Linked DNA regions of Mus musculus: all the other regions are linked to region 5. The links are chromatin contacts, called in public Hi-C, HiChIP or PLAC-seq and promoter capture Hi-C maps. All regions are on one chromosome and are shown on one strand. The core of a region is the stretch at or near the end of the contact, and the rest is flanking DNA. Distances in the headings are between cores, read along the strand shown.

Evidence for each region. Promoter capture Hi-C pulls out the DNA fragments that hold promoters and counts their contacts. Hi-C and Micro-C count contacts between places; a contact is called where the count stands out from the background. HiChIP or PLAC-seq counts read pairs in DNA pulled down with a chosen protein or histone mark. Capture Hi-C pulls out chosen DNA fragments and counts their contacts.
Region 1: a promoter capture Hi-C map of cranial neural crest shows a contact between it and region 5. The contact joins the enhancer-like site here to the promoter of Sec24b in region 5. A contact is called at or near these places in 10 of 39 promoter capture datasets (cranial neural crest, embryonic stem cells, epiblast stem cells and 6 more) and 8 of 115 datasets of contacts at active chromatin or transcription factors (acute myeloid leukemia, astrocytes, cardiomyocytes and 4 more).
Region 2: a contact with region 5 is called in an H3K27ac HiChIP or PLAC-seq map of embryonic stem cells, with 4 times the contacts expected there. The contact joins the promoter of Pitx2 here to the promoter of Sec24b in region 5. A contact is called at or near these places in 1 of 39 promoter capture datasets (pre-B cells), 1 of 484 Hi-C or Micro-C datasets (embryonic stem cells) and 1 of 115 datasets of contacts at active chromatin or transcription factors (embryonic stem cells).
Region 3: a contact with region 5 is called in a promoter capture Hi-C map of embryonic stem cells, with 5 times the contacts expected there. The contact joins the promoter of Rpl34 here to the promoter of Sec24b in region 5. A contact is called at or near these places in 11 of 39 promoter capture datasets (the 3T3-L1 cell line, the C10 cell line, the HPC-7 cell line and 8 more), 2 of 484 Hi-C or Micro-C datasets (B cells and bone marrow-derived macrophages), 8 of 115 datasets of contacts at active chromatin or transcription factors (bone marrow-derived macrophages, craniofacial prominence, effector CD8 T cells and 5 more) and 4 of 9 other capture datasets (adipose tissue, liver, macrophages and 1 more).
Region 4: a Hi-C map of nephron progenitors shows a contact between it and region 5, with 3 times the contacts expected there. The contact joins the promoter of Elovl6 here to the promoter of Sec24b in region 5. A contact is called at or near these places in 3 of 39 promoter capture datasets (the 3T3-L1 cell line and hippocampal neurons), 9 of 484 Hi-C or Micro-C datasets (CD4 T cells, CD8 T cells, the N1E-115 cell line and 5 more), 8 of 115 datasets of contacts at active chromatin or transcription factors (the NIH/3T3 cell line, the SCID.adh cell line, T-cell acute lymphoblastic leukemia and 5 more) and 1 of 9 other capture datasets (adipose tissue).
Region 6: a contact with region 5 is called in a promoter capture Hi-C map of adipose tissue, with 5 times the contacts expected there. The contact joins the promoter of Ostc here to the promoter of Sec24b in region 5. A contact is called at or near these places in 21 of 39 promoter capture datasets (the 3T3-L1 cell line, 3T3-L1-derived adipocytes, the C10 cell line and 14 more), 2 of 15 datasets of contacts at CTCF or cohesin (the NIH/3T3 cell line and stem cell-derived epiblast-like cells), 5 of 484 Hi-C or Micro-C datasets (B cells, the G1E-ER4 cell line, bone marrow-derived macrophages and 1 more), 38 of 115 datasets of contacts at active chromatin or transcription factors (the 230-238 cell line, the NIH/3T3 cell line, the SCID.adh cell line and 27 more) and 4 of 9 other capture datasets (adipose tissue, embryonic stem cells, liver and 1 more).
Region 7: an H3K4me3 HiChIP or PLAC-seq map of the 230-238 cell line shows a contact between it and region 5, with 10 read pairs. The contact joins the promoter of Enpep here to the promoter of Sec24b in region 5. A contact is called at or near these places in 1 of 39 promoter capture datasets (cranial neural crest), 2 of 115 datasets of contacts at active chromatin or transcription factors (the 230-238 cell line and embryonic stem cells) and 2 of 9 other capture datasets (embryonic stem cells and liver).

The regions. Positions count from the first base shown.
Region 1 is chr3:130,586,776-130,590,134 of GRCm38.p6, reverse strand. Col25a1 (collagen, type XXV, alpha 1) reads right to left here. Exons shown (of 38, transcript NM_029838.4): 36 at 98-175. Among named protein-coding and RNA genes, the nearest start is that of Etnppl, 29 kb to the left of the region's middle. Within about 2 kb of position 1,699, at least 7 of the 459 cell types and tissues checked have an H3K27ac peak or open chromatin away from gene starts, as enhancers often do.
Region 2 is chr3:129,198,315-129,201,801 of GRCm38.p6, reverse strand. It overlaps Pitx2 (paired-like homeodomain transcription factor 2), which reads right to left and starts at 1,924. Exons shown (of 5, transcript NM_011098.4): 1 at 1,640-1,924. It overlaps Gm40149 (a long non-coding RNA gene), which reads left to right and starts at 2,893. Exons shown (of 4, transcript XR_867634.2): 1 at 2,893-3,487.
Region 3 is chr3:130,729,009-130,732,554 of GRCm38.p6, reverse strand. It overlaps Rpl34 (ribosomal protein L34), which reads left to right and starts at 2,157. Exons shown (of 5, transcript NM_001005859.3): 1 at 2,157-2,237; 2 at 3,253-3,326; 3 at 3,405-3,504. The coding sequence starts at 3,262.
Region 4 is chr3:129,530,779-129,533,926 of GRCm38.p6, reverse strand. It overlaps Elovl6 (ELOVL family member 6, elongation of long chain fatty acids (yeast)), which reads right to left and starts at 1,541. Exons shown (of 5, transcript NM_130450.2): 1 at 1,432-1,541; 2 at 1,159-1,279. The coding sequence starts at 1,247. Gm35986 (predicted gene, 35986) reads left to right here and starts at 1,539. Exons shown (of 3, transcript NR_153368.1): 1 at 1,539-1,670; 2 at 2,763-2,868.
Region 5 is chr3:130,059,437-130,062,859 of GRCm38.p6, reverse strand. It overlaps Sec24b (Sec24 related gene family, member B (S. cerevisiae)), which reads left to right and starts at 1,953. Exons shown (of 24, transcript NM_207209.3): 1 at 1,953-2,291. The coding sequence starts at 2,192.
Region 6 is chr3:130,707,632-130,710,827 of GRCm38.p6, reverse strand. Ostc (oligosaccharyltransferase complex subunit (non-catalytic)) reads left to right here and starts at 1,384. Exons shown (of 4, transcript NM_025509.3): 1 at 1,384-1,591. The coding sequence starts at 1,453.
Region 7 is chr3:129,330,947-129,334,281 of GRCm38.p6, reverse strand. It overlaps Enpep (glutamyl aminopeptidase), which reads left to right and starts at 1,533. Exons shown (of 20, transcript NM_007934.3): 1 at 1,533-2,420. The coding sequence starts at 1,801.

The sequences.
Region 1 (3,359 bases), core at 450-2,949, 530 kb before region 5:
TGGCTCCAGAAAGAAGCACTTTACACTGATACAGACGAGTACAAAGTAGACAGAGGAATGGCATGCAGGATGATGGTAGGAAAGAGAAATACTGTACCAATTGGCAAGGAGCATCCAGCCCATCCAGGCCAGGCTGGCCTGGCTCCCCCTTTTCCCCCTTAACGCCACGGAATCCCTGTTTGTAAAAATTAACTCATAACGTTACTAATCCAAGAATTCATTGAAAGCAAAAATCTGCTAAAGAGACAACTAGAAGACAAAGCCAGGAGAGGAACAGCCTAGAAGGGGTAGTAACACGCAGAGAAGTTTCACATTATCATGACAAAGCCTTTGACAGGAAACCATTGGCCTCCTGTTTGGAGGGATATGGGATGCTGTTGGCTCTTCTTCACACCCTACAGTCAGGTTCCTGACAGCCAGCACTGCTTGTAAATTTAGAAACGAGTAGTGTTGAGTGGCTGGCAACAAGATGTCAAGGACACCAGTGTAGCCTCGTACTTCTGAACACCGTCGGAAAGTCTGTGTTAAGTGGCCCTCCCAGGACCTGCTGTTACTGACCCCTCTGGCCTGCTCCTCTCCCATCTTATCCTCATCCCATCACAAGACATCTGGAGACGGTTGCATCAGTTAGACATACCAACGGGCAGGGTGCATCTAATCCAGGAGCGCCCTGTTCTCCTTTCTCCCCTTTAGGCCCCCTTTTGCCTTTCTTTCCCTTTTCCCCCTGTGGATACAAGGGTTTAAATAAAAGACAGGTTTTATTTTGAGGGGGTGTAGAATAAAAATTATCCAAAGTATGGCTTAGCTAGAAATAGTCTGGAGGCATTTACCATTGTTTACTGATGTACATATGACACGATGCTATAAAAAAAATAACTTAAGCTGCCATGCTGACAATGGATTCTGGAAACAGGATAGATTGGTTGGTTGGCTGATTGATTGATTATTTATTTATGACATTCAACAAAAAGAAAGGAGGATACCAAAAGGGCTGATGCATCAGAAAGGCAGACCAGTGCTGACTGTCAAAATATCTGAGTCAACAGTGAATTAGGGATTTGTTCTGTGGACCAGGCAAAGATGGCGGACAAGTTACACTGAAGCCAGTTGGTATCAGGTGGAGCTGGGCTTAGGGTAATGGATGCTCTACCCAATTGTGAGTAATTTTAACTTGCCTTTACCCTCCGTATTCTTTAACACATAATGGCTGTACAGACTCAGAGGGAGAGGCTACAGCTTTGCTCTCTCCCAAGGCTGTCCAGTCGTACTCTATTCTGCAGCTCCCAGTAAAAACATTCCAGTATTAAAACGTGCCTCTATTGTGTTTAACTTTTCCTCTCTGGCAAAAATAAAAGTGAACACTTGACTGATTGAGTTAAACACAGATTTCAGGTGCTAGTACACGGCAGCAATGCCAACTGGAGAAACAGTTGGATAAACCTAGGCGGTCTTCTTCAATCTTTGTTGTTCACAATGGTAAATGAGTTTCCAGCCCACAACGCTGCAGATAGGAAAAGCAGTCTGGGCTCATTAAAATGAGGTAGGCAGGATAATTACGTAGTGGGAATGTAGCCATGGAAATTAGTATTTGGGAATCAAGGTCAAGGTTTGTAGGATGTCGGCATGGGTCCTAGGGATGGAGGAATTTAGGAAAGGAGGCGAAAGGAGAGGAGGGAAGGAATGCACCCCAGCTGGTTCACATTAACGGAGACATCTGCAAACGTATAGACAGGCAGTTGGTGCTGTGCAGAATGCAGAAGACAGTACATAGATACATACGTAGATGAGAGCATTCATCCTGCAATCTGGATGGCAGTTGCAATAAAACCGAACAGTCTGAAGCAAGCAACATGAATATTCAAAGGAAAATAGACAGAACAATGCGCACACCGCATTGAAGTATGAGACACTCATTCAAATTAATACATTCACTCTGACAGCATGGGCCGAAAGCTCCGCCTTGGTCATCTCCTGTGTGCCAAGAACATGGGGGCAGAAGGCTTGGAATCAAAACCACTTGGGCTTCTTGGATACAGGGGATAGAAATTTGGTGTGGTTCACTAGAGCATGGGTGAAGGCAAAGCTGTGACAGGGAGAGGGAAGGAGGAGCAGGTGAGACAGGAAATGGACGATGCCTTTGGAAGCAAGTGCTCACTCATGAAGAATCAGCACCCACTTCAGCGAGCAGCTTCAGTGTCATGACATGAACTGATAGAAACTTTTTACCTGTGCTTTGCCCTTCCTGAAGGCAGCGGAGCCATCTTTGAGTAGGACTAACCAAGACCAGGTGTGTTGGTTAAGTGGCATTCATTGCTTGATTGGCAAATGGACTTCAGACTAACTACTGGAATTACTGTGATAGGCAATGATTTGGGGTTGATATTTCAGCGAACAGCAAGCTTTATGGAAAAGAGCCATTATGAAGAATGATATGTTAATGCTATCACAGAGAAGAACATGTCAACATTATCAATCAACAGCATGTTGTAAAATGAAGTGATAATCTATATTCTTCAAAGTTATGTGTCATCGTGTGTATGAGCAGTTGAAATGTGATAATTATTGTCAGTTTTCATTTCTTATACTGATGAAAGAGATATATACAAAGTGTTTAACCTTTAGAATCTAATTTTCCTAAATATAAAACTTGGAATAATTGTGGAAATATTTTTGTGTGAGTGACTAGCATTTTTCTGAGGGAGGATATGTGAGTAGCTTATGGTTTTATAAGCTACAGTAATGAAAATTTCTCCTCTCCCCTAGACTCTTCATTCTTTTTTCTTTGCTATGCTGGGAGAATGAACTCAGGGCTTTGCACATGCTCAGTAAGAACTCTACACTGAGCCAATACTGGTATAATTTCCAACTTCTTTAAAGATAATAAAACTGAGTACTGCATGATAAATTTTTTTCCTTGTGTAACATTTTAGACCCATACAACCCACTAGGTAAATATATAACAATTAAGCAGATCTTTTAAAAACAATTTGCTGTGTTCAATGGTCTCACATAGAACCTGTCTCAAACTGCATTACAATTTGTAGTCAGGATTTATAATGTGGAAAAGAACTTCTTATAGCATACTTTTCCTCGTTTTTGAAATAGGGAAATAACAGCACCCACCTTGGGGTGGCAGTGTGACGATTTTAAGGTTTATCGTGGGAGAGGAATGCACAGGTGCTCACGGTATGTGATGATGTGGAAGGCGGAGCTTGAGATGACCATGGTATGGGCTCTTACCAACGGGAGGCTGAGAAACTCCTAATTCCTAAAACACATGCAGGGGCTTCGTTGCTTTTCTTTGACACATCTCTTTTGGTCTTGCATCATAACAGGAATGAGTTTCACTGTTCAAGAGA
Region 2 (3,487 bases), core at 675-3,174, 860 kb after region 5:
TGGGTCAGCTTCCATTCCATATTGTGTTAATGAAGCACTATCCAGCAATTAGCATGCACAGTGCCACTCCGGCCAGGCAGATAGGCAAGCCCTAAGAAACAGAGCAGTTTGTTTCAAAAATGATTTCTGCCCAAGCAGTACAAGGATGGAATTGTAGAAGAAGCTACGAGTTCTAATCAGTCCAAGAAAACACAAAAAACAAAAAACAAAAAAACAAAAATTCTTTCCCATTTCACCCTTTTCATTTCCTTTCTTATCCCACAGCAGAACCATTCATGGAAAGCTGAAAAATAAAAAGCATGAGGCCATATGTTTTAAATGAACTAAATTGGTGTGATTAGCCAGCAAATTAATTTGCAGTGGGTAATCATTTAAGGAAATTAAGATACCACTTTAGCACAGCCCCGTGCTTCACCATGAGCAAGCTTTCTTTAAAGCTCTGTGGAATGTGTGCTTCTGGAGCTTTGGAGCTACAGTGCTCAGCTTACAGGACAAAGCAGGGCAGTAACTTAGGCGTAGTTTTGCTGAGGCAAAGCAAAACATTCCATAAGTGAAGTAGCTACTTTGTTTTGAAACTAAACTTTGATTATTGGAATACTGTGCTCATTTTCAACGCCCCCCAAACAACAACAACAACAACAACAACAACAACAACAACAAGTCCTCAATTCACTTCAGTAACAATCTTTGTTTCTGTGAAATTATTGGTTTTAGGTGGAGTCTCCTCTAAATGATACTGCATGAGAATAAAATATCTTTAATTGTAACTAATGGTCTGAAAAGGATGCAGAGATCTCTTAAAAATCAAATTACTTGTTCGTTAAATCGTTTAGAATGTATGAATGCATATTATTGTAATTCATAATAGTAAAAGACTCTCTCCCCATTTTAATTTACCTCAAAAAAATACGGTAGTCCTACAAAATAGAATAAAAACAAAAATATCCCAGCCTCCTAGGATAGTTTGATTTCTAAATTGTTTAGGGAAGGTGATTTAATTGGAATAAAAGGACTGTATTTCGCTGGTTTGGAATCGCATGTTTTTACTTAGTTACCAGTTGCAAAATAGTGGCCTCTCCGCATCCGTTTAAAATGCATCTCCCTCAGTACAAGATTGGAGTTGACTGATGATCAATTTAAAGGATTTATAATCCGAAGTAATTGTGCGGGTTGGCATCTAGGCCTGGCTCTCAGGTAATTCGCTTGGGCCTGAGAGGTCACTAACCGCCGGTTAAGATGGAATCTCCTTTTTTTTCCAATGGGTAATGATGGGAAGGGGCTAATCTATTCCAGTAGCTGAAACTTTGTAGCTGGCCCTTTATCTTGACTGGGCTAATCCTCAGCTGGAGGATTTCTCCCTACCCTGTTGGCATCGAAATTTCAGGGAAGATGCCTCGTTTTAACTGCCAGCCATGCCTGGCTTCCAGTCGACTTCAACGCCGGGTAGGACTGTTCTAGTGTCTGCGATTGAGGGCGAACGGAACAGGGGCTCTGTAAGATCTGTTTGCCAACTGCGCTGAATCTGGAGAAACAAGCCCGGCGAGCCACAAATCATACACGGCGGAGGTTCTCCAGAGTGGAACAAATTTCCAGACTCGCATTATCTCACAGCTCTGTGGGAGAGAGGGCCTCCACTTACCGGCTACCGGAGAGAGAACGGCTGTCTCCCCGTCCCACCGCTTCCCAGGGTGACTGCCAGGCGGCCGAGGCTCGGGCTGCACAGCCAGCGCCGTGGAGCGGGTCTGGGTGGAACTGCGGGGATCTTGAGGGTGCCAAGTTCCGAGAGGGTCCACGCGGGGGGCTGCTAAAGCTAGCGGGCGCCGGCAGTTTCTGTCTGCTGCTCTCCGGCTTTCTCTCTCGGTCTCGCACTCTCTCTCCCCTCCCTCGCTCTCATCCCTCTCTCTTCCCTCCGCTCCGACTCCGTGTGCGGAGTGTCGTGACGTCAGCAGAGATTCCACCAAACTCCAGTGCACAGTGGCGCGCGGGCGGGCGGCCGAGCCTGCTGTACGCTGGGCGATCAAGGGGCGAGCACAGCCTTGGGCCACTGCGGGGGTGGGGGAGCGTGCAGGGGCGATCGAGGGGACAGGGGACCACTAGGGCTGAGAAGTGAGGCCCAGGGGCCCAGGAGACTGCGGTCCCGGACAGAACCCAGGAGGGAGGAGCGGAGGATCAGGGGCCGGAGGCAACTACCGACCGACAGGAGCTGACCAGTGGCAGGAGCTAGCACTCAAGCTGGGGAGCAGGATGGTGGGGATGGTAGGAAAGGGACAAGGATGGAATGGACGGAGAAAAAACGGTTGTGCGTCAAACCCCTTCTAAATCTGAGTGGGAGGGCCAGAGCCTGGGGAGACAGAAACCTATTCGCGCGGAGCAAAGTCTGGGTGGCTTACGAGGAAGGGACTAGCAAAGTGGCCCATGAAATGAAACAAAGGGCAGTGTGGCTTGGTTTGATCCGGGTGAGGCTTTCGAAGTGTGGATGTGAGTGTGCGCGCGCGTGACCTCCTTTCAGGCCCGCGGAGTAGAGGAAAGCTGGTTACTGTACTGATTGTCTACAGGGGCAGTGGGAGGGAATTGAGGGATCCACAGAGGGCAGCACTGAAGGTGGGTGGATGGATGGGGTGGCAAAGAGAAGATGATGACTGGGAGAAGTTAGAAAAATAGGGTGAGCTAGCGGCAGAAGGTGGGAGAGCCACAGCCGATAGGTGTGTGTGGGGGGGATGAAAGAAGGGAGGGAAGGAGAGAGAAAGAAAGAAAGAAAAAGGGGTAAGGAAGGGAGAGAGGGAGGGAGAGAGGGAGGGAGGGAGAGAGGGAGGGGGAGGAGGAGGAGGAGGAGGAGGAGGAGGAGGAGGAGGAGGAGGAGGAGGAGGAGGAGGAGGAGGAGGAGGGAGATATTACCAGACGATGACCGGAGGGAGGCCTGAACTACAGTAAGGCAAGGGCTAGGTCACGGTGGTGTCTGAGGTCAAGACGGGTGGATCAGAGTGGAAGAGCGCAGGTAGACAGGGCCACACACCGGCCAGTGTGTCGGCATGGGATCTCTTGCTCAAGTCTGGGACTCTCAGAGTCTAGAATTTCCTCTGCTGTACCTACACTCAACAAGTTCACCCCGGGTCGCGGATATCTCATTTTTTAAAATGACGAGGTTAAGGTTCCTGACTGAGAGTGGTATTAAATTGCACCGGGATGGGGGTGGGGAAGGAGAAGGAAGTTCCCCCCCATATGAGCGAATGTTCTTGAAAGTCCAGAGTATGTAAGGCTGAAAGGGGCCTTTCCTAGTCTACAAGTGGGTCCTACTTCTAATTTCATATTTTCTGATTTCCTAATGCGTCTGTACTTTGGAAACGAACAGGATATTTTGGCAGGGTCTTGCCTTTGCGTGGAAGGGCTATAAATATGATTCGCCTGGAAGACCAGGAGTGAAGGCTTCTGCCAGACATATGGGACAAAGTTCTTTCAATCTCAAGTGCATCCCTTCAAGATATGTTTT
Region 3 (3,546 bases), core at 908-3,407, 670 kb before region 5:
ATTGTGAGCCACCATGTGTGCTGGAAATTGAACCCAGTGCTCGGGAAGTGCAGTGAATGATCTTAACTCTCCAGCCCTGTCCTCAAAGATCCTGTAGATACAATCATTGAAATGTTTCCATGAGTGATAAGTATATAACTCCATACAGATTCACAAACTTAACCCAGAAGTCAAGACATTATGATCATCACTCCAGATAGGTCCTCTGCCTTCTCTTCCTCCCTCTTTCTCCAAAGATAACACAGTGCTGACCTCTGACCGTTCAAGGTCGCTCTTCTCATGTTCTTTTACATATATGCTGTCTCTTACCTAATTTTTATACCATTCATCCATAGTCTTTTTTAAAATTTTCAAAAATAATTTTTGTTTTGTTTTGTTTTTTGAGACAGTTTTCTGTGTGTAGCCCTGACTGTACTGGGACATGCTCTGAAGACCAGGCTGGTTTCAAACTCACAGAGATCTGACAAAAGATGTGTGCCACCACTGCCCAATTATTTTTTATTCTTATTGCTACATAGAATTTCACTGAGCAGATGTATATAGATCAAGCTAGCCTCGAACTCACAGCAATCTCTGTGTAAGATAAAATCGTGGGCTATCCGTTTTTGCCCACACTATTTTTTTAAATTAATAACCGGGTTGATGTGGATTTAACTAAGGGAAGGGGAGAGGGAACATTCCTAACTGCATCTCTTATTTGAAATGAGCTGCAGATACAGCTTTTAATGTGATTTCTAAGTGTGGCTATGTTTATCTGCATCAAGATGGAGAGATTGGAAGGTTTTCAGTGTCGACTCTTTTTCCTTTTACACCATTATTCGTCAGAATCTGTAGCGCTCCATGGAGTGGAACACTTTATTAACCATGTGGTTGTTAGCGGGTAGCTGATTATATCAGGGCATTACATGTTATGCAATGAAAACATGAATGGACTGGGTGAAAACATTTAGGTCATTAATTTGATGACTTTTTTTTTCTTTTTTTTTTGCTTTTTTTTTTTTTTTTTTTTTTTTTTTTTTGCTTTTTCGAGACAGGGTTTCTCTGTGTAGCCCTGGATGTCCTGGAACTCACTCTGTAGACCAGGCTGGCTGGCCTTGAACTCAGAAATCTGCCTGCCTCTGCCTCCCAAGTGCTGGGATTAAAGGCGTGCGCCACCACTGCCCGGCTTAATTTGATGATCTTGCCTTGGCATGTCTTCATTTAAAAATGAATAAGGAAATGTATTCATTCATTTATTCAAAACTAGGTTTGTCTCTCTACACCAGCCTTTATCCAACGCCTAAAACAGAGACTGGAGAGATTCCACAGTGGGAAGAACAGAGACCGCAGGCGCATGCATACGGACAGCTATTTGAGAGAGACCCGAGGAAAGGATATAGTCAGAGCGGTTTACCTAGTTTCTTGACAAAGATGGCAGTGATAATGGGCTCTTCTTTCAAGTCCAAGGAAGGTGTTCATTACTTTTGACAACATGATGAAAAACAAGGACCCATAGTGTAAACGTTCACATAGACATTTGGAGGTCGCTGACTCCCTCTGGTCCTCCTCTTCATCTTGCAGACAAAACTTTACCATCCAGGCAAAGTCTCAAATAGTCGTTTGCACACAATCATAAATTAACCACCCTTTATAGCGTTCTTGCTCTCTGTAAGACTTGCAGGTTAAGTGCTTTAACTTTGGGAGATCTTTTGATCAGAGCGCCACAGGGGTATTTAATATCTTCCTTTTAGAGACTTGCGGACTTGCCCAAAGTGAGATAGCTAGTAATTAGCAAATGCTTGGTTAAAAGTCTGTAAAGTGTGTGCTCTGGCTGAAAAACAGAAGAGGCCGGGAAGCAGAAGGGCCCGGGCTACCTTATGTACAGGACGCCATAAAGATTTTAAACCAGGTCTAATTACCCTAGGATAAAGGCATCGTGGCCCTTGTTTTCTCTTATGGAAGTGGGGACGCCTCCTCTGTCACTCGCTTTTGCTCCCACCAGGGACCCTACACCTAACTTCTCACGTGACGTTCCTACCGGGGCTAGAAAACGCACCCGCCTACGGAAGCCGCACTACACATCCGCCGCTCAACGCGGCGCCATCCACACAGGTTCCCCGCGTCCGCTTCCGTACAACATGGCGGCGCGCTCGCTGACGCGCCGCCTTCCCTGACGTACTTCCTGTCCGGCGCCGTCACACTTGACCCCTGAACTCACCCGCCCCTTCCTTTTCCTCTTCCGGGGACGGTGCTCAGAGGTATGGTGGCCTTCTTCTGCTCTGTGTTTTTTTACCGTTTACGATCCGTAGCCATCCGAGGCGTCAGGCGGGCGGGACGCCCTTGGGGTCGGGACTGTCGCTGGGGTCGGTGGTGAGGGACGAGGAGAGGTGCGTACCGGCCGAGGCCTCGGCTCGTAGACTCGGGAAGCCCGAGATCAAACCCGGCTTCCGAAGCGGTGAGTGGCCGGAGCTGCGCGCACCCTGGCCGTCGGCTACGGCGAGCGAGAGACCGAGTCGTGGTCGTGAAGCGCAGAGCGAGCGGAGCGCGGCCTCCGGCTGCTCCCCTGGTGCTGTCTGCCATGGTGGCTAGTCAGCGAGCGGGACGCGGCGGCGGCGGCTGGCTTGGTTAGGAAGATACGAATCAAGCAGTGGCGGCTCAGGGTCCTTAGCACTGGTCCGGGTCGCGCTTGGCGTTTGGGCTCCTTTTACGTAAAGTGGGTGTTGGGAAGGTGTGGAAGACAGGTCACCTGTAGCGCTTATTAATCAACTCCAGCCATTCGTCCCAGGGCTTGAGATTTAAACGAAGTCGCCTGTGTGTGAAGCTCTCGGGTAGAATGTTTGTCTGGCACGTTGACGGTCTGGAGTCCAAAATGCAGCATCGCTGCTGCGGGCTGGAGAGTCCTTTAGTAGCTGGTCTGCTAAGGAACGAACGAAGTTGGATTTGAAACAGCACGAAACCCGGCCCTAGTAGTAAACAAGACTTCTCCAGGACGCTGTTTTGGGACAAGACCTAGATTGTCATGACGCCTTACCAGCTGCCGCCACTGGGGTAGTTCGGTGTCTTCATCCTACTGGTAGCTGTATAAATTAGGGGGGAATACTGTCTTAGAGCCCAGGAGCTCTTCATCTCTAGTTTAAATGTGGGATTCTTTAGAACCGGGCCTTTGTAAGAGCACGGTGTGAATGAGTGTGTATATGAATGTAAGATATTTTATGTGGTGACGCTTTGGCCTTTATTATGGTGAAAGGTGATTGTGTTCTCTCTAAATTGTAGGCACTCAGGATGGTCCAGCGTTTGACATACCGCCGTAGGCTTTCCTACAACACAGCCTCTAACAAAACTAGGCTGTAAGTATCTGCAAGTTTGAAATAACTTTCAAATCGCTTTCTCTAGTATGCTGAGCTACTTACAATCTCCCTTCCTAGGTCTCGAACCCCTGGCAACAGGATTGTTTACCTCTACACCAAGAAGGTTGGGAAAGCACCTAAATCTGCATGTGGCGTGTGCCCAGGCAGACTTCGAGGGGTGAGTGTCCTTTTGATAGAGTTTTAATCCCTCAGTAGGCGG
Region 4 (3,148 bases), core at 292-2,791, 530 kb after region 5:
AGCAAGCCCGGGATCGGGCTGGAGAAGGCGAACCCCCGGCGGCTGCCACCACCCGCTCCAGCCCGGGAGCGCCGGCGTCTCCGGTTTCCCATTGATGAATGGAGGGAGGGAAGGCAGGTCGCGAGCGCCCTCGCACGCGGCAGCGGAACCTCCCGGAGCCCGGAAGCCCCCCGAGGGCCGGCCGCGGCGCAGAGGGGGTGGGGTGGGGGTGGGGAGATCGAGGGGGCTCGCACTAAACCGGAGGGAAACATCTCCAACCACAGCACGGTCTACGGGAAGGAGGGAGCTCCCTTCTTAAAATACTGCAAGGTGACACCGGATCGCCTCCCACACGGGGATTTTTCAGAAGACTGACCGGAGGAACTCAGTAAACAAGATGTTTTCCCGGATTCGAAGTTCTGGGGAAAGACCTCCGAGACTGCCCTGGCAGGAGCCTTCCAGTACTTAAACTGCTGCTCCACGCGGAGAAGCGTGTCCAAAAGGCGTTTCCTTTACACAGAAACTTAATAATGGCGTGGCTCCACTTGCTCGGGTTCATTCATTTTTATTGCAGTTTTCATTGTCCCCTCCTCCCCGATGTCTTTATGAAACCGGAAAGTAATCTGAGTGGGGAAGGGGTCCTGGACCCTGGGCATCTACGGCTGGAGGCGGCAGTCAAGGGAGGGCAGTAAAGTGGAAGAACTACAAGGAGAAAGGAAGGACACGAGGGATGGGGAGAGGGAAAGGACCAGAGAGAGGCGGGCTGAAGAGGGTTAAAGGGAGCGGAGACCGGGTCCTCCCTCCACTGCCTTGCACGCTCCAGTTGCGGGAGGCCAAGCAGAACCCCCAAATCTAAGCGAAAGCAGGGAGACAACACAGGTGGGATAGCTGGATTGTAACATGCCTCTGTCTCCCGTATATTATTACAGGTACACATATTATATGTTCTATGTTATATAATCTACACAAAGATGCCCGCGTGGCCGCGGCTCACACAGAGCACCCCCCAAACCGCACGCTTCCATGCAGCTTCAGAGTCTCCTGCAGACATGAGACCCTGGAACTCCGCGATCTGCTGGCTACTGCCGGCAATCCATCCGTCGCTCCGCTCACGCTCAGACCAGGAATACCGACATTAATGCACTCCCGGGAATAGTATCTCGCGAAAGCATCACCTACCAGTTTTCCTGCATCCATTGGATGGCTTCGTTCTCGTTGAACTGCTTTTCGAATTCATATTCTTGTAAAGTCAACACTGACATGTTCATTGGGGCTGATCTTCGGAGTCGCTACGTGTTCTCTATACAAAATAAAAAAATCTGTAAAGAGCCTTTTATTTTGAGTGCTCTCCTGTCTGCTTCCCCCTCCCACCCCCCTAGGTATTGCCCCGCCGTCAGTCTCCTGGCCGATCTCTCTCCCAGCCTCTCAGCTACATCCAGGGTTGAGCATTGCCTGCGCCTCTGCTCCCAGCTCCTAGCTCAGGGGCTCTCCTCCCAGCGTCCGCATCCACCGTAGGAGGAAATGAATGCCTTGCGGTCTTAGTGCCCGCACGTTTGTCCATCACGCTTTTTACTCGTCTACAGGGAAATCTCCTCCCCCTCGTGCGATCGGGAAAATTAACCCTTTGCGCGAGAGGGCGCAGAAGAGCAAGACCTCCCATCGCCCTGGGGGATAGTTTTGTTTACAAGAAGGTGGTTGGTGGACTGGGGGAGGGGAGGGAAGGGCGCCAAGAGGGAGGAAGTGGCCTTGAGGTCATACTCAAGCCCATTCGCCACCTCTTGGGCCTCCCTGCCTGGCCTTTGAATGAAGTTTCAGAGTGAGAGGCGCAGCCCTGAGGCGCGTGGACCTGAAAGCTTGGCGAGTAAACAATTGGGAAATAGTAAAATCTGCCAGGTTCTCTGGCATGAGAACTCCAGGCAAATAAATGTGAGGATCACGTCTTGCGATCTAGTCTCCTCACTACCTCGATCCCGCAGCACCCTCTGAGACCACCTCCACCGGGCAGCTTGGGCGCGGATTTACCTTGACCTTAGGGCCAGGTAGCCTTCGGAACTAAGACCACGTGCAGACAGGATGCTGAGGATGAGGACCTGGGAAGTCAAGGTTGACTAGGAGGCAGAAGTTAGGTAGAGGGTTTGGCTACCAGGAGGGGATATTAATGAACAAAGGAAGGGAATTTGGCATACAGAATTAGGCCTACTGATCTAAATACCAAAACTTTATCTATCTGCTTTACTTTAGTTCTGCCTTATTCTTGTGAAATTAGGAAGAAAAGATTAATGTAGGAGAGGGATTTATGTAATGCTAATCCTCCCCCTGGGCTACCAGCTCACAGCAACCATTCCCAAATACTCCTTATTTTTCTGGAGGATGGTATTTTCTAGTCCTAAAAGGAAGAAGGAAGTAAGAGACAATAAGGTACCTAATAATATAATATTTAGATCCAACAAAAGATACTGATCAACACTTATTAGTTTGTTTGTTTGTTTTTTAAATGTTTGTGATTTTCAAGATTGGGTTTTTTTGTTTGTTTGGTTTGGGTTTTTTAGGTGCTTTTGGCTTTTCGAGACATGATTTTTCTGTGTAGCCCTTGTTGCCCTGGAACTGGCTCTGTAAACCAGGCTGGTCTCAGACTCAGAGATCTGCCTGCCTCTGCCTCACTCACAAGTTCTGGGACTAAGGTTCGGGCCACCACAGCCCAGCTAAGAACCTATTAGTTTAAAGATGTACATTAGGACCAGAGAGAAAATACCCTCTAAGATGTTCATTTCCTCACCTACCAGCCAACTAAAATGAGGCGAGGGCATTTCATGCAGTCAGATCATCTCAGGAAGACACTGGAGGCTGAGGCGGGAAGACTGGTGCTAGTAAAATTGCCAGAAATTTGAGGTGAGTCTGAATTTCACAGTGACATCCTTGCTTCCCCTGCCCCCCAAGTCTTAAAAGGGTGGGGTATGTCCTTAATTGGGGGGTGGGTATGTCCTTAATCCTAATACACTCTGGAGTCAGAAGCATGTGGATTTTTGTGAGTTTGAGATTAGCCTGGTCTAGTAACAAGATCCAGGTCAGCCAAGGAGATAGAATGACACCCTGGGTTTTTAATGTCATTTGTTTTTGTTTTTGTTTGGGTTTTTTATTTGTTTTTGTTTTTTGATTCTCTGTGTATCCC
Region 5 (3,423 bases), core at 704-3,203:
GCAGGGCTCTAAGGAGACTGAGTAGCTGAGGGGAGAGGAGCCTGTGAGCTGAAAGGAATTTAGGGTGGGGATGAGGTGAGACGGGCTAGGATGGACTTTGAGATGTATAACAGGTATTCGTGGTACAGAGGAACGATGGAGGGCAGCATGGATTTTGATATGCTAATGGACACCACAGGTAGTTATATATATATAGTCGCTCCTGCTAGAGGTATGAGAAACAACTCCTTTTGATGGAGGGTGTCTTAGGGTTTCATTTCTGTGAAGAGACACCATGACCACAGCAACTCTTATAAAGAGAAATATTTAATTTGGGGCTGGCTTCCAGTTTCTGAGGTTTAGTCCATTATCATCAGGGTGGGAAGGATAGCAGCCTGCAAGCAGATTATGGTGCTGGAGGAGCGGAGATTCTACATCTTGATCTGCAGGCAGCAGCAGGAGACTGCACCATACTTGTGTAGCTTCAGCATATGAGACCTCAAAACCTCAAAACACAGTGAGATAATTCTTCCATCAAGGCCACATCTCCTGATAGTGCCAATCTCGATGGGCTAAGCACTCAAACACTTGAGTCTTCGGGGCCATACCTACTCAAACCATCACAGTGGGGAACAGTTTCCCAGGTTTGTTAGGAAGGCTGCCTTTTATCTAACTGCCAGAAACCCTCCTATAGTCCAGGCTGATGTTTGGATTGCCATTTGGAATTTGGGGTACGGAAGTTTCCTTTAGGCCCAACACAACCGACCAACGGAAGTAAATAATTTTGGAGCCATTACATTATGGAGATCTATGGAAGTGTAATATCTCAGTCTGTGTGAGGAATCTTCCCTGAAGAAATAACATATCCATACACCTGATTGAAATCAGCTAACATCAAGAACACATTGCAGAGGCAGAAAGCCAATCGCCTATTCTTCCCTTACTCACATGGTGTCACCCTTAATTTTAGTAAATTCAAAGGACTCCTGGCAAGGGCTTGAACTGTGACCTCCTTGATGAAGTGGGGGTGTGATCTCTAGCTCAGGGAGGCTGAGCTGCTGCGAACAAAGCCACAATACACATGAATACAGAGCATAATGTGGCTGGAAATCTCAGAACTCCAAAGTTTATTTTTAGTGCGGTTCGATAGGGCATCCGTCATTAACTCACGGCAACTATTTAAGGAAGGCTTTGTGTTCTAGAACTACGAACCTTTGAGGTTGGCATAACCTTCCAGTAAATAGGATTCCAGCGCTCCGGAAATGCCATCTTACTAGATCACATTCTGAATCCGAACGTTTTTGAGCAGTTGCACACCCACCACTGTGTGACCGTGACCTAGTTGGGACCAAGATGCCCAAATGACTTGGATAAAGTAGTCTTTACTTGCCAGTCAGCATGCTGAACGGACCAGGGAGATTGCTTCTAAGACTTCACTAAGGTAGTCAAAGCAAGCTGACCTGTCTTCTGGATGCCACAGCTCTCCTAAACACCAACGGGCGGGCGGAGCCAACCCTTGGTGGGTGGGGGGAATATAAAGTTCGTCTTCAAGCTCTCCTAGTATTAGGCATTCATCTTTCTCCTAGCGTTTAAAGCCACTGGTCAAAGTTCTGGCTTTACTGCCACTGTTATGGGGAATCTGTCATAGAGAAATGTTTTCTCTCTGCTTGGGAATTACACATTTTCAATCAACATTTAGCTTGATTGCGCTGTTAATTTGGAATTAAGTTGGAGTGGGGGGGGGTGGCGTTGTACAAGAATAAATAACAAATCCAAAGCCAGGCTTCCTCTTCCGAGGATGGGTACGTGGGTGGGCTGGGACTGGCGTGACCCAGGACTCGGGACCTCAGCCCGCAGCTTTGCACCGCTCTGCAGCACTGCAGGGCGCAGGCTCCATCCGGGTAGCGGCGGCCACCGTGGCCCGCGCCTTTCCCTTCGGCGGCGGCGCCGCAGCCGCAGTCTGGCCTGTGCGGGGAGGTGGTCGCAGCTCCGGCCTGCAGGGGGCGCTGGCGCGGGAGGGCTGGGCCGGGGTCCGCACGCGTGCGGTGGTGGCGCGGCCGAGCGTGGGTGCCCGGGCCGCGGTCGTCGGTGAGAGTGACTCGGCCTGTGACGCGGGCGCGTTCCTTCCTCTTCCTCTTCCTCCGCGGCCCCGCCTTCCTTCCCTCCGCCCATCTCCCGCCGCGGAGGAGCCGCCGCCGCCAGCCGCGCCGTCATGTCGGCCCCCGCCGGGTCCCCTCACCCGGCCGCCGGCGCCCGGATGCCGCCCAAGCTCGGCGGAGCTGTCTCCGGCCTGGCACCGCCGCAGCAGAACGGTGAGGCGGGAGGCCGGGGCGCGGCGTGGGGCCTAGGCAGGCGGAAGGGAGGGAGAGCGGGCGGGCGGGCGGGCGGCCTGCGCGGTGGCTGGGGGCGGGCAGGGCAGGGCCGGACCGGGGAGGCCGCGGTGGGGCCCCGAGGCCGCGGTGGAGCCTGGAGGCCGCGATGCGGCGAGGGGAGCGACCGAAGGGCCGGCAGGGCGGGGCCGCCGGCCGCCTGCCATCCAGGCCTGCCCTCCCGCGCGGACCGAGGCCGGAGTGGAGGGGTCGGCGGCCCGCACGACCGTCTGCTCCGACCTGGGCGCCGGCCGGTTGCCCCGGGCGACCCTTTGGGCCCCGAGAGCTCACAGGACGCCGGGGCCGCAGAGTGCTTGGTCTATGGAGGGCTGGGAGCAACCTTGGTACCTGGTGGATCGCATCCTTCCGGGCCCCAGGAACGTAGCTTTGATTTTTTTTTTTTTAAGGCCCAGCGAGCACGCCGCCTGGAAGGGAACTTAGTTTGCACTCAAGTTTGTAGGCAGAAGGATGTAAATGTGCTGCAGAAGTGTAACTGTAACCCCGACCCACTTCGGCCTCGGATCTGTTGTGGTTTGCCGCTGCGGTTGCTGCTCAAGCCTTTGGAGTTCGCTTGTAGTAGTGTAGTGTTCCCGGGGTAGCAGGTGTCAACTAAGCGAACACCTTTAGAGTCCCCCATCTCCAGCTTCACTTTCAAGTCTAGGAAAACGTGCCAGAGTTGCTTGGCCCTGTTTTGATGCAAGGCCTGCGTAGGGAAACACGACTGTGGCTTTCATACAGAGGTTATAGGCTCCGAGCATGCAGGAGTTATTGCTGAGAAATGATCTTACCCTAGCGTGCCTGGCCCCTGCTCTGGATATCTGGAATGTTCCTAAGTAGGGGAGGGGCCCTCCTTAGAGAGTTGAGTGTGTCTAATGAGACCCTCCCAAAGTAAAGCGAAGAAAATCCCTCTGCCCTGTGTCAAAAAACAAAACTACTCAATACTCATCAAATCATTGGCCTAGTTTACACAGCGTGCTAATCAAATTTACAGCCAAAGTTTGGAAAATCAGTAATGCTTTTCAAACACGAAACACCCCAAGAATCAGGTGGAATTTTTTATTCACAATTAAAAAAA
Region 6 (3,196 bases), core at 135-2,634, 650 kb before region 5:
GAGAGAAAAAAAAGAAAACCAAAATAATTATGCAGTGAGAAGGATCTGGGCAATGTTACTCCAGCTTTTTATTTATTTATTTTTTTAATGGTTTTTTGAGACAGGGTTTCTCTGTATAGCCTCAGCTGTCCTGGAACTCACTCTGTAGACCAGGCTGTCCTCAAACTCAGAAATCTGTCTGCCTCTGCCTCCCAAGTGCTGGGATTAAAGGTGTGTGCCACCACTGCCCGGCGGTACTCCAGCTTTGTGAGTTAATGAAATACAAGCATGGTATGACACAGCTTGACATGATATCCATATTGTATGTTTTTGAAAAAAAATATATTCATCGCCAGTTCACACTTCATATTTCTGTTGCTTATAGTAAAACTAACAGTAGATGATTTTAGTTCCTTAACTCCTGCTGTGGCTCAAATTTTAAAATCTGAATGGTCCAAGCCACTAACATTTCTACCCCCATTGGCTTGTTATGTTGCTTAAGCTTTTTATCATAGGATACGGGAACGATAAGAGGCACTGCAGCGGAGCTTCTGTATTCCAAAAACATTTCCCCCCTCCTTGCTGTTTTATAATAGCCCGTTATTTCCTTGATTGATCAGGATTACTGTCTCTAGCTAGTAAAGTCCTTTCTTATTTACATTTGATACCTTGGCAGGAAGACACCTGAAGTAGCCAGGTGGCAGGATTTTCCGTTCCAATTTTAGTATTTATGGTGCTGAAGCCGGCGCCCTACTAAGCAGGTAATTAAGGTGAGAAACCAGAATGACTTCAAGATTTTTGGCCTGGGTGATTTTTACTAACTCAGGCGTGACTGAAAATGGTTTAAAGTAATATTTGTTCTGTCACAGTTTGTGGTTGACATGGACTGTGTGGGTTTTATTCATTTATTATTATTATTTTTTATAAAGCCCATACTACTTTGGCAATTACTGCCAATTAGCGTCGCTATACAGCATGAAGAAAAAGCTCAGCGAATTAGAGCTTTTTAAAGCCCCGAGGGGAGACCTCCAATACTAAAAGGGAGCACACATCTAAACTTTCATTCATCCTCCAGCTCTATGAACTTAAGAGTTTCCAGCAGCCAATCAGCTCTCAAGTAGGTGGCGTCAGCAAGTGGGCGGGGCAGTGGGGATGCTAATCTCTCCGCTTCTGTGGCTTGGCCACGTAGGACGCCTTGCAGGTCCTGGAAGGTATATAATAAACAATGATCTCTCAGTAAGAAAAAAGCTTCTAACCCACACTCAAGCCTAAAAACGACCATTATTATTTATTTTTAAATATGTATATTATTTATCAGGTTAGTGCAATTTCTTTCTTTCTACAGTGAATATCTTGTCTCCTTCTGACTTCTACAGACCTGTGGTCCTCGGCTTACGCATGCGCAGTAGGCGGGCGTGTTTCCGGGCGGTGCGGGAGGCTGGAGGCCAGAGGGCTGGCCCTACCGCCGGGGACATGGAGACTCTGTACCGAGTCCCATTCTTAGTGCTCGAATGCCCCAACCTGAAGCTGAAGAAACCGCCCTGGGTGCACATGCCGTCGGCTATGACGGTGTACGCCCTGGTAGTGGTATCTTACTTCCTCATTACCGGAGGTAACTCGGCCGTGATGGGTCGGGTGGGCGCGCAGGCTGCTCGCTCCGGAGGCGCGTGGCCCCCGAGCCGGGCCCCGTAGGCTCACGCCTTTCACTGGAAAGAGATGGTCTCCTCTCTGCCCGCTTTTTCCTTCGAGCGCTGAGTTGGATATAATTGTCAAGTCCAGCTAGTTGTTATTTCTTGCTGTGCATTGTTTGACCAGGGTCTTGGGAACATCATTTTTGAATCACTGTGTTTCCTTGGTTGGTCGAGAGAGTGTGGGACTTTTATTAAACTAATCGTGAGGACCCTGAAATCGTGGAAGAGATCTGATAACCTTTGAGTTTGTTAGTTCAGACCCCAGGGGCTTGGATTGCTTTATGTCAAATCACAGGAATGAGAAGGGAACTTACCGAAGCCACGGTTTTTTTGAGAAATACGTGAGATTGGAATTGAGGCTTGCAAAAAGATGGTGTATCTCAGAGGGCAGAAAATGGGACTCAGAAAATAGAAGGGAAGCAGTGCTTTTTAGATATCTGTCACCAAATCCCTTAAGTGGAAAATGCAGAGGGGTGTGGCTTTGCCTATTGGTGAGTTGGCAGTCCGTCTGCAGGCTCTAGAGCACCCTTTGGAGCGACAGTTCCAGGATGTATCCAGGACTGGGCTTCAGGAATTTAGGAAGTAGTGTACTACTTAATTCAGAAAATTAAAAAGATTTTTGGTTAGCAAAAGTGGTTCAACTTTTTTTAGGGTGTGTGTAGACATATTGCTATTGCTTAACTGCTTTCTGAGGCTACTTGGCATATTTGAAGAGGTAGAAGACAGTATTTAACTGTAGAGTTGGCATTCTACGGAGTGCACATTAACGGAAATGCTAAAGGCCACTTTAAACATTGTTGTTGTTGTTTAAGAAAAAAAAAAAAAAAGACATTACCTGGTGTGTGTGGCGTTAACATTCACTTTTGCTCAGCACAGTGAATCGTGAATATGACACCTAATGCCTTGGGCTTTAAGAACTTAGTGTTCATTCTTGCCAGCTTGTTTCTTGACTTTTGCTTCCTTTGGAGACAGTTTTTGTGAGAAGCCTCAGCTTTCTATTGGGCCACAGTTTTGGTGGTTTTAGAATGGGGTTTGGGGGGAATTTCGCTGCCCCAACCACTGGGTCAAAATGGAAGGGCGCATTTTGTACATTTACCGTTTGGCTTCTGGAATGGCTTCTTCTCAGCATGGCGAGAAGCATGGCAGTCGTGTGCAGGCAGACGTGGTGCTGGGAGAGCTGAAAATTCTAATGGACAGCTTTCTAAAAACTGAGTGTACCTGTACCTAAGCAATGTTGCTGGGAAGGACAGGCGACACTGACTTTCTGTTAACTCAGTGCTGGGATAACAGCAAAGAAAATATAATGACTCTGCCCTCCATAGAAGGTAGTGGAGACATGCTAACTACCGCACAATTGCTTTCTGCTACACAGTAGAGTTTAGAAGCATTGATTTAATTCCAGTATGTTTCCTGGAGAAATGATCTGTTAGTCTGAGTTTGAATGGTTAGAAGGGTCATACTAGAAAAGAAAAAAAAAAAAAGTGTGGACCAACGTGGACCAGGAGACTAGTGAGGTGTTTTGTTCA
Region 7 (3,335 bases), core at 284-2,783, 730 kb after region 5:
TGTGTGTTCTCTCTTGGAAGCTCACAGTGTCAGGATTTGAAGACTTTGGAAAGAAAGAAAAAGAGGTCAATAGAGAAGATTCTAATTGTGTGTGTGTGAGTGTGTGGTATGTATGTGTATGTGTGTGCATTTACATGTGTGTGGAGGCAGAGGATGGACAAACTTGGCTGCCATTCCTCAGACAGACAACCATCTTGGCTTTGCTCTTAACTCGCCAAGTGGGCTAGGCTGAGGAGTTGGTGAGCTTCAATGATCCCGTTGCCTACACCTCTCCAACACTGGCATTCCGAGTTTTATACCATTATACTTGGGCTTGTTTGTTTGTTCGTTTGTTTGTTTTTTTTTTTTTAATGTGGGTACTAGTAACCAAACTCAGGCCTTCGTGCCTGCTGCAAGGCACAAACTTACTAAGCCATCTCCCCAGACAGAGATTTTAATGTTATCTTACCTAGACCATGGGAATTGCTCTTTGGAAAATGCTAAGCCTTTAATAATCATTTAATCTTGAATATTCCTTCTCTTTATATAAGAAAATCTGTGCAGTGCAGTAACTACATGGCCCTTCAACTCAGACACCAATTCTGCTACTGCCAGCTGCGTGTCCTTCACCATCTCTATAACAGGCAGCCAAATAGAATCAATTGCATGGGATTGTGGGAAAAAATTTGTATGCTAGTTTCTATAAAGTACCTTATAGAAAATACTATATATAATTCTCAAAACCTCCATAGCTACATTACGTTTGCATTGCCATTGTCAGCAATGGCTAGTGTTTGCAACTTGGCTACTCATAAGAAGTTGTAATCCTCTATGCATACCTTCACTCCCTACCAATGACATCATTGCTAATGGCTCTCTGGTAGGGCCAGCCATTACAGCTGCTATCTGCTCCAAAGCTGACATACTATTCCTAAGTTTGCAGAGCATACTCTCGTTTTGGGACAAACTCTCAGACTTTCCAAAGTTCCCCCTCCCCCCCTCACTCTCCTTCCCCTTTTTCGGCTTTCCTGACCTGGCCAGTTGCTTCGCATTTCCCCTTCTGCCTTCCATCTACCTGCCTTGGACTACCTGGTCCTGTAACTCTGTCACTGACTGACTAAATGATCCTTAAACTTAGAAACTCCTCCAAGTATCGAACTCTAAGATATGATTTCCGCAGAGGGCAGAAATGGAATGTTTACATAATTTGAAGGAAAAGAGGAGGAGAAAAAAAAAAAAAAAACAACAAAAAAATCACGCTTAGCTTCTTTGGCAAGCAACCTAATAAAATAGTGAAATTTAAGAAGCCCTTTGGCTGAGAGAGCCCGGCTGCTCACACAGCAAGAAGAAGCCCTAGATCTGATGGCAAAGGTTGCGTTTTCTATCGTAAGCACACCTCTTTGCCAAGTGATTTCTCTGAAGCTGACAGAGGTTTGGCAACATCTCCACCTCTCCCAACCCCCACCCCTTTGCTGTATTGGCCGATAAGCTCAAGCCCTGTTTTATATTTAACTCGCTCCAGTTCAGAAGGGGCAGGCCTGGGGAGACGCTGTTTATATAGCGCTGAGCCAACATTCTCATCAGTCCTCCTCCTTCAAGTCAGCTTCTCTTCTGCGTCTCCATCCTACTCCTTGGTCTCCGCATTCATCCTGGAGTGGCCGGTGGGGACGAGCAGGACCGGGAAGAGGGAGAGGTGTGGGAAAGCGAAGCCAAGCTGCCAGGGATCGGACGCCTTCCAATTGAAAAGGGAAGTCAGCTGACAAGGAAAGTTAGTTAAATTTAACATCCTTTCATGTGTAACATCTGACTTCGGGGGAGAAAATGAACTTTGCAGAGGAAGAGCCCTCCAAGAAATACTGCATTAAAGGCAAACACGTGGCCATCATCTGTGGAGTAGTGGTGGCAGTTGGATTAATAGTGGGACTTTCTGTGGGTTTGACCAGGTCGTGTGAGCAGGACACAACCCCAGCTCCTTCCCAACCTCCTCCGGAAGCCAGCACTGCCCTCCCTCCTCAGGACCAGAATGTCTGCCCTGACAGTGAAGATGAAAGCGGAGAATGGAAAAACTTCAGGCTGCCTGACTTCATCAATCCAGTTCACTACGACCTGGAGGTGAAGGCCCTGATGGAGGAAGACAGGTACACGGGAATAGTGACCATCTCTGTCAACTTGAGCAAACCCACTCGTGACCTATGGCTCCACATCAGGGAGACCAAGATCACCAAGCTGCCGGAGCTAAGGAGGCCCTCTGGGGAGCAGGTACCAATTCGACGGTGCTTCGAGTATAAGAAGCAGGAGTACGTGGTGATCCAGGCTGCAGAAGACCTTGCGGCCACCAGTGGGGACAGTGTCTATCGGCTGACCATGGAGTTTAAAGGCTGGCTGAACGGTTCCCTTGTGGGTTTTTACAAAACCACCTACATGGAGGACGGGCAAATCAGGTATGTGCTGTGTGGTGCTGTGTGTGTTACTGTGTGTAGTGCAGAGCTGTGTTATGCTGTGTGTGGTGGGACGAGGTGTGATACAGTGTGGTGCTGTGCTGTGTTGTGTTGTGTTGTGTTGTGTTGTGTTGTGTTGTTTTGTTCTGTGTGCGGTGCGGTGCGGTGCTGAGCTGTATGTGCTACTATGTGCAGTGTGGTGCTGTGTTATGCTGTGTGTGGTGGGACGAGGTGTGATGCAGTGTGGTGCTGTGCTGTGTTGTTCTGTGTGCGGTGCAATACAGTGCTGTGTGGTGCTTCCTCTGAACCCAGTTTCTGCAGTGTTTATTTTTGCCTTTTCTCTTTGCTTCCCATCTCTTGTGTTTTGTGGGTCTGATCCCTATCTGCCCTTGCTTTCAATTCTGCTTGTTCATCTGAGAAGTAAGATGTTTTGCCTTCTTGTAATTTGAAAATGTATCACCAACTCGAAGTTGTAAATACAATGCCAGTTGTAGAGAATTCAGTAATAGTGAATAATTGTAAATACAATGCCAGTTGTAGAGAATTTATTAATGACACCGGGATAAATCGCAACTGCATCTGACTCTACACATCCACACAAAGTGCCTCAGAGGTTTATGAATATAAGTATTTGATAAATTTCACTACTGGTGTTTTGGGGCTATATCACAGTGATTTCACAAGGGATGACAATTTCATTTGCAATGACAATTACATTAAGTGTCAATTGTTATTTCGTGCAGTTTACTGGAGAAGAATCGTAACGAAAATTACAAAAGATATGACGGGTCCTTAGGTGTTCATCTAAGAAGAAAAGCCTGGCTGTGTTTTCTCTTCTTCTGTGATCAGAACTATGTTTCTAACTAGGCTTTCGGGGAATGCTTAAAACCTGGATCAGTGATGGCATATGGATAAACC